Regions from separate parts of the Mus musculus genome. Here region 1 is linked to region 2. Evidence: chromatin contacts called from public Micro-C data. All regions are on one chromosome and are shown on one strand. The core of a region is the stretch at or near the end of the contact, and the rest is flanking DNA. Distances in the headings are between cores, read along the strand shown.

Region 1 (3,871 bases), core at 766-3,265, 360 kb after region 2:
ATTTACATGGACACTGAGGATCCAAAGTCGGGCCCTAATGCTGGCACCATAGCACTTCACCAGCTGAGCGCTCGTCCCAGCCCTTCAGTCTGGGATTTTAAAACAAAAACCTTTAAAACAAAACATTTTTGTTTGTTTGTTTGTTTATAAGAAAAAAGTGAGGTTCAGGGGCCAGGTCAAAGCCTTGTTAGGGAATTCTGAGACTCTCAAGCAAGTGCACCGTTGTGCTTTCTAAGATGACCCCAGGGGGTAGGTAATATGTGGAACATGGCTGGGGGCAGCCACAGCCTCGGTGGGAAGTGCCTGGGTGGTGTGGGCTCTGAGCATTCACACAGTAATAATACATAATTATTAATAATACAATAATACAAGAGTCTCGCCGCTGAGCTCTGGATGAGAAAATCAAGTCCAAGAGCCGATGCTCACTCTGCTTCTAAAAGGCGAAAGAGTTATTGTGGTGTGGGGACATACCCAGATCCTCCTCACTGGGTGGGGACAGCCATGACAACGGTAGGTACTTGCTCTGGTATGGTGTCTGTGGTGGGAAGGAAACAGATAAGACGGGAGACAGAGCCAGCAATGCCAGAGCCTGACCCATCTACACTTGGGGACCCCTTTTAAAGAATTACACATACAGGTGATTATCTCTCTAAATCAAGGAAAGGGTTCACAACTGGTTCCGACTTGATTTGATTTTTTGTGTATGAGCATCCTGCTTGTACGTATGTCTGTGTACCATGTGCAGGCCTGGTTAGGATAGCTATTAGCTGCCATGTGAGTTCTGGGAACTTAACCAGGGTCTTCTGCAAGAGTAACAGGACCCTTAACTGTCGAGCTATCCCTCCAGCCCCTAGTTTTATTTTTATTGTCTGTATTTGGGGGGGGGGGGGGGAATTGTGCATGTGAGTGCAGTGCTTGCAGAGGCCAGCAGAGGGCATCAGATCTTCTAGAGCAGGAGCTTCTGGAACAAGTCAGAGTTCAGAGTCACCTAATCTATCCTGAGCACAGCTAGAGAAGCCAAAAGAAGCTGGCGTGTGTAAACTTGGAATAGATCTTTCACCTCTGGGGTCCAGCTGAGGCCCATTTCTAGTTTCCCACTAGGGACTCATAAGGGGCCCAGAGACTGACTGGTTTGGCTAAGGGACCCAAAGCCTGACTTGGAGACACCTGAAGTCCCAGTATCTGAGCAGCAGCAGTAGTAATCTGAAGCCAGCTGAGCCCCCATAAGGGAGGCACTGGGACTGGGGAATGGCATAGTCATTAAAGCACCATGCTAGCAGAAGGGCTTGAGTTCAGATCCCCAGTAGCTAAGTAAAATGCTAGGCGTGGCAGCAGGTGCCTATAATGCGTCGCCTAAGAGGCAGAGGCAGGAGGATCCCTGGAGCAAGCTTGCTGGCCAGCCCCTCCAGCTGAATCCTGAATCAAAAACCTCCATCTTCAAAAAGAAACCTTGCGTTGGGGGGTGGGGGGAGAGCTATTGACAAAAACAGTACTGCTGACCTCTGGCCTAATACATACACGCTCACCCTCACACTCACACTTTCCTGTAATTGAGGTGACACCTCCACAGAGACATCTTCCTGGACCGCTCTGCTGCCCGGCCACCCACAAGCCCTTCTTTCCCTCTCCTTGGTATTTACAACTTTCTTCAGCTGCCTTTTTCCCTGGATTCTTTGTTCGTGATTCCCACTCTCAACGTGGATGCAAAGTTCCAGGATGACAGAAAACGAGTTGGTCTTATTGTAGTGGAGCAGTTGACCAGGCACGGACAGTCGAGTGGATGGAGGATGGATGGATGAATGAATGAATGGATGGATGGATGGATGGATGGATGGATAGATAGATAGATAGATAGATAGATGATGGGTGGGTGGATGATGGGCGGATGAATGCATGTGTGCGGTCCCCGTCTGCGCTGCTGACTCTCTGGGGCCGCGCCTGGCCACGGTGAGGACGCTGCGGGGCCGGGAGGCGGCGTGGGCGTCGCCGCAGGGAGGAGGCCGGCGCGTCCCTCCTCCGGGAGCGCAGCGGCGGCAGCGAGAGCAGCGCGCACTGCAGGGCCGACTCCCCGCCCGGAGCCAGCGCCGCGCCCCGCGGCCCCCACGCACGGCGCGGCCCGGCGGGGGCGCAGGAGACCCGCGGCCGGGACAGGGGGCCGGTCCCCGGCACAGGAGGCTGCCGCAGCCCTGCGACATTCGCTCCGCGTGCCATCTCCCGGCCTGGCCCGCTCGGGACGACTCTGCACTGTGCGGGTGAGTACCGCGCTCGGGGACACCGGGTGGGACCGCGTCTCCCGGGGACCCCGTAGACACTAAAGGAGCGGAAACTCGGCCGCCGGCAGCAGATCCAGTCTTGAGATCCCTTTGGGTCTCAGGGCCTCAGTTTCCCCTTGTGTTCCAGGTGAGGGGGGGTGCGGGGCGCAGTGACTGAAGTTAGCAACTCCAGTGCGCCGGACAAGTGCAGGACGCGGCCGGGTCTCTGCGTTTGGTTTGTTGTTTGGCCTCGGAGGAGACTCAGGAGACTCGTGCTGAATCTCGGATTGTACCCAAAGGATCCAAGAGACAAGCTGATGTCCGAAGGCTGGGGTTGTGGGTGGCCGAGGAGCTGTGCAACTCGCTGGAACTTGGGGCCCGTGGCCCAGCCTCCCCCACGTCGATTTTCTTTTGAAAAGTCTTTACTATCCTGTAGCCCGCACTGGTCCAGCTCAGGGCGCTCACTCTGAAGCTGAAACTTAACACAACTTTTCATCAGGACGCTTAGACTGGGTTTCATAGTAAGGGGAGAGCGCGCGGACCTGAGTTACTATAGCCAGGCAGCTGTGGACTAGCCCTAGCTGCTTCATTGCATTTCAAACAGCTCTCACGCTCACGGAGTATTAGGGAAGCAGGACTGGGAGAGGTGTCCCATCGCTAAAGCCTCAAAGTGCTTTCTTTACTCCGCAGTTGAATGTGAGATTTTCTTGCAAGGCACATTGGGCCCCAAAACCATCCCAGGGCTCAGACTTGACAGCCCTCGCTCCTTGCCTGTGGAAAAAGCAAGGCAGAAACGCTATCGCCTATCCTCCCTCCCTCTTCCCGCCTCAGTCTGAAATGCTACATAACTTTTAACGACTTTAAGTATATATAATATATAACGCGATATTATATATAAATATGTCGTGCGAGGTACAGAAGCCACTCCTGGTGGGAAGGTTTAACGAAGTGAGAGAAAGTACTAGGATTTACAAACACCAGGGAAGCATTTGAATTATGTCTGAGTCGGGAACTCCCGCCCCAAGGAAACTATAACTGGGGACAGTGGTTGTATTTGAAGCCGATTCTATTAATTCCACAAGCCCTTGATGCTAGGATGAAAGAATTTTCTATGACCAGAGCATGGGTCAGCTTAAGAGAGACACCAGCCCTCGGAGATGTGTTAGACCCCAACATTCACAGCTGTCCGTGGGGACCAAGGCTGGGTCTTTTCAAAACAATCTTTGTCAAGGGTCATTGTGCCGTTTTACCCAAGGAATGCCCTCCCCTTCCCACTTCTCTGCAGCATCTGTAAGTCCCCCAAGCCTAATATTTCCCTGTCTTTAGACATCCTCAGACTGGGGAAAGTTAATGGGCTATTTATGTAAGAAATGATAATGTTTGGAATCTTGTTTGTGACTGAGCATAATAATGAGCTTGGATTTGAAACTTGAAAATCTGCAGTTGTGAAAAAAAAAAAAAACCAACAACAATGTATGAATAGATCTGAGAGAACCTGAGATGGTGCAAGTGTGTGTGGGAGTGTGTTTGTGTGTTTGTTTGTGTGAGTGTGTGTGTGTGTTTGTGTGTGTTAAACTACTTTTTAGGTTCCTATGCCCCTTTGTATCTTAGTTCACAAC
Region 2 (3,792 bases), core at 435-2,934:
AGATCACAGAGACACCCCCACTTCATCCCAAGCAGTGTTTAAGGGAACACTGGAAAAAGCCGGGAATCCTGCTGCCGCAGAGTAGAGGCTGGCTTGGGGAAGAAGATGCCTTCTGACCTGACAGACACTGAGGCAAGAAGGGTGAAAGAAGGTGGCAACACTGAGGATGAGACGGGCCAAGCCCCCACATCCCAAAAAGAGTCAGGGTGGGCACTGGTGGGCTAGCGTGGGAGATACTCTGAGGGACAGAGGACATAATGGATAGGCTTCCAGGACAGAAGGAGAAGAAGCAGAGGCAGTAGCCAATACTAACAATCAAGACTCTGGCCAAGTTGAGCACTCCTGCTGGTTCTGGGACCCAGGGAGCTCATCAGATGGAACGCACACCCTCCGACCAACGCCGCCGCCGACTAGGAAGGGTAGGAGAGAAAGCAGGGGGCTCCTAGCAGCGCGAGCCGGACAAGCCTTCAACCGGCCGGGCCCCGCAGGCTTCAGCCGTCGCTGCTGTGCCCGCCAGCAGGGGGTGCCTCTGCGGCTTGGGGAGACCTCGGGGGACTCCAGCCTCTCTCTGCGCTCCGCCCGCTGCACCCTACAGGGTCGTCTCCAGCAGCACCCAAGCTGGGGCAGGGACCCGACCAGGCCACAGCGGAAGTGGCGAAGTCAGGTCCCGAGCCAAGGGAGACGTGGTTAGGGATAGTGTCTATCGAGGGTCCCGCAGCCTGTACGCCCTCACAGTCGCAAGGTCCACGCCTCCCGGTTCCGCACCCCGGCCTCCGGAGGGTCAGTCCCGAGTGGCGCGTGCTTTGGACGTGAGCCTGTGAAGCCCGGTCCTTCTCCGTGGTGGGGACAGAGTCCCCGGAGTCGTGTGCGGATGAAGAGGGTAGAGCTACCTCTCAATCTCCACCGGCCATCCGACGGCCGAAGGGAGCAGGGGGTCACGTCGGCAGGGCCACAAGGGTCCTCATAGCCTGTCCAGCTCACCCCACCCAGGGGTGGCCGCAGCCGCGCGTGTCGCCGCGGCTCGACCCGCACACGCACCCGCGCGGCGCACACGCTCCCGCCGCGCCGATCGCCGGGCCTCCGGGAGGGGCTGCGAGCCGAGCCGGGGCGGCGCGGGGTGGGCGGCGGGAATGCCGGGGTCCCGGCCCGTACAGAGGCTGGATTCTCCATCTCCCCACCCCTCCCCGCACTCCGGCCCTACACCCCTGGCGCAGACACCCCCTTCCTCCCCGGCCTCGGGGGCATCCTGGAGCTCAGGACACAGGGACCGCGACTCCCGGGCCGGGAGGTGGCCGGGCTGGGCTCCGCGCCGGGGAAAGTTTGGACGTGGGAAAGTCCCTGTCTCCCCGCCGGGGAGGGGGCGCGGGATGGGCGCGCTTCAGCTGTTGCCCCGGAGCCCGCGCCGCGCCGCGCCCGCCTCTCCCCGGCCCGTGCACCCTCCCGGCCCGCAGCCTTCCCCAGCGGCGATCGGTTGTCCTCCCGCGGGTGCCGCGCGCTCTTACCTTGGGGAGCGGCCGGACTGCACCCTGGTCCGCGCCTTGGGACGCCAGCAAGCGGCAGGATCACAGCCAGGTCCGGCTCTGGCGTCCGCTCGGAGGAGCCGAGGGAGAGCGGGAGCGAGAGGGGGAGCCGCGGCGGCGAGTGCGCGCGTGTGTGGAGGAGCGAGAGAGCGAGGGAGTGTGCGTGTCTGACTAGGGGGGAAGTGTGCAAGGGACGGATCCCTTCCTTCCTCCCGCAGCCTCTGGTGGAGACTCGGAGAATGCAGCGCCCGCCGGGCAGGAGCGCCGAGCAGCGCCGAGCCGCAGGCGGCCGCCGGGCCGGACCCCGCAGCCAGCCGGGGAGCCCGGCCCCCGCCCCGACCGCACCCCTCCCTCGCCTGCGGGGCCCGGAGGCTCCGTCTCCCCCGTCGCCGGCAGCGGGAAAGCCCCCGGGGGAGTGCTCCTTCTCCTCCTCCCAGCCCAGATCCGCGCGAAGGGAGCGCCCCCAGGAGGGGAGCGGGCTCCCTCCTTGCCTGGCGGTTCAGCTGCCCCGAGGCACCCGTGGCAGACTAGACCCTGTCCCCACCACTCCCCTGGCCAGACTTCGCTGCATCTAGCCCCCCTTCCCCCACACACTATGAAAGCCCGGCTTCAAAAGAAGGGGGTGCAAGCGAAGGTAGAGGCGGGCTTCTCAAGTGGCCACCCCTGGCTGGCTGCCCAGAAAGGCCCTTTGCACAGACCGAGGCTTCAGAGACAATCACTGAACATTGAGGTGGACAGAGCCCCTGCCCCGGGGCTGGGAGTCTGCTGGCAGGTGGAAGGTCAGTTGTCCTGGGAAGAGAGCCACGCTGGTCATTCCTCTTTAGGAGCGAGCTCTGGAAGTCCTGTGCCTCCAGCCAGAATAAAAGAGTAGGCAAACAAGACAGTCCAGCCTAAACTTCGTGCCCTCTAGCATGAGGCTAATAAAATCCACCCCCACCCCCCACTGTCCAGAAACGCTTGCAAAGCCAGATTTTCCGTTCTTGCTCAAATTCAGCTAGCCCAATGCCCGATGTCTTTTCTGCCTAGACTGTTTCCTTTTTCTTAGCTGCATGGGTGCCAGCCAGGTGACTGAAGTGACCGTGCAGCTGTATGTCTTTGCCATCTGCCCCTAACCAAGCATCCTGGCCTGCAAAACAGACGCTGAGTTAAAGAGGTGACAACGCCCTCCCTCCGAGACCCTGATTCCTGATGGTCCCTAGGGACCCATACTCCAGCTCGCCCTGGCCTGCTCACCACCGGGAGCTCTAATTTCCACTCTCCCACTCCTCCCTAGTGACTGGTGTCTCCTCTGGGTGGTTGCATTTCTAGTCCTTCCAGCTGAACTCCATCACTCTTATTTATTTTGAGATTTATTCTCCACCTCGACAGCCGGTTCCCTCCCTTAAGTCCTTCTTCTCTCGGTTCATTCCCTTCATTGATCTCCCAAGCGTTGCTTTTGTGCAGTCTCCTGGTCTTTTTCCTCCCCAACCTCTCTATTCTTAGCCTCTACTCTTTCATGCTTTCAGAGACCAGAGGCTGGCCTTCCAGATGCATCTCCACACTTTCTGCTTTCTCCCTCTCTCCCCGACTCACTTTTTGCAGCTGTGGATCCTTCTTTTCTGTCCCTGCCCCAGGCCTGGCTGTGTGCTGACCCCTCAGGACTCTGACCTAATTACAGGGCCATAGGTTGTTTGGGCCTGGGCTGTGATAGCCTCCACATTTGCCTGCACACAGTGGGGTAAGCCACAAAGTCTCTTCTCCCCAGAACTCCATTAGAGCCTTACCTTTTACTCTCCCAACATCTCACCTTCCCCTTTAGGTTGCCTCCTACCCTTATCCAAAAACCTCCTCTCGGCGGCCTCACGTCCTGGGTTCTGGGAGCACTTGAGATTCACCATCGTCAGAACTGCTGTGATTTTGCTTGTATGCAGATCGGTCCTATTTTACAGACGAGGAAACATTTTGGAATATCAGGAATACACAGGCAAAGTGGTGAGAGTGGATTAGTTAGTACATCCTGCCTGGGTTCTCTGCTCTGGAAGAGGGTAAGCCAGGGCTCTTCTGACTGTAGCAGTAGGTGGCAAGAACAGGAAGAGATCCCATGAAAATCTTGGGGTGTCATAGAGGTCTCTTTCCCAGCATTGACTCAGATCAGATGACACCAATGTAACAACAGCAGCTAGTAAGCCCTGTACTACCTATTAATTTTTATGTAGATTATTTCATTTGATTGACACAGCAGACAACCTACAAATTTATAGACAGGGAGGCTGGGGCACTGAGAAACGTGAAA

What was found. Hi-C and Micro-C count contacts between places; a contact is called where the count stands out from the background.
Region 1: a Micro-C map of embryonic stem cells shows a contact between it and region 2, with 2.5 times the contacts expected there. The contact joins the promoter of Eya2 here to the promoter of Cdh22 in region 2. A contact is called at or near these places in 1 of 39 promoter capture datasets (liver) and 3 of 484 Hi-C or Micro-C datasets (all in embryonic stem cells).

What each region holds. Positions count from the first base shown.
Region 1 is chr2:165,593,013-165,596,883 of GRCm38.p6, forward strand. Eya2 (EYA transcriptional coactivator and phosphatase 2) reads left to right here and starts at 2,016. Exons shown (of 16, transcript NM_001271963.1): 1 at 2,016-2,252.
Region 2 is chr2:165,233,053-165,236,844 of GRCm38.p6, forward strand. Cdh22 (cadherin 22) reads right to left here and starts at 1,685. Exons shown (of 12, transcript NM_174988.3): 1 at 1,503-1,685.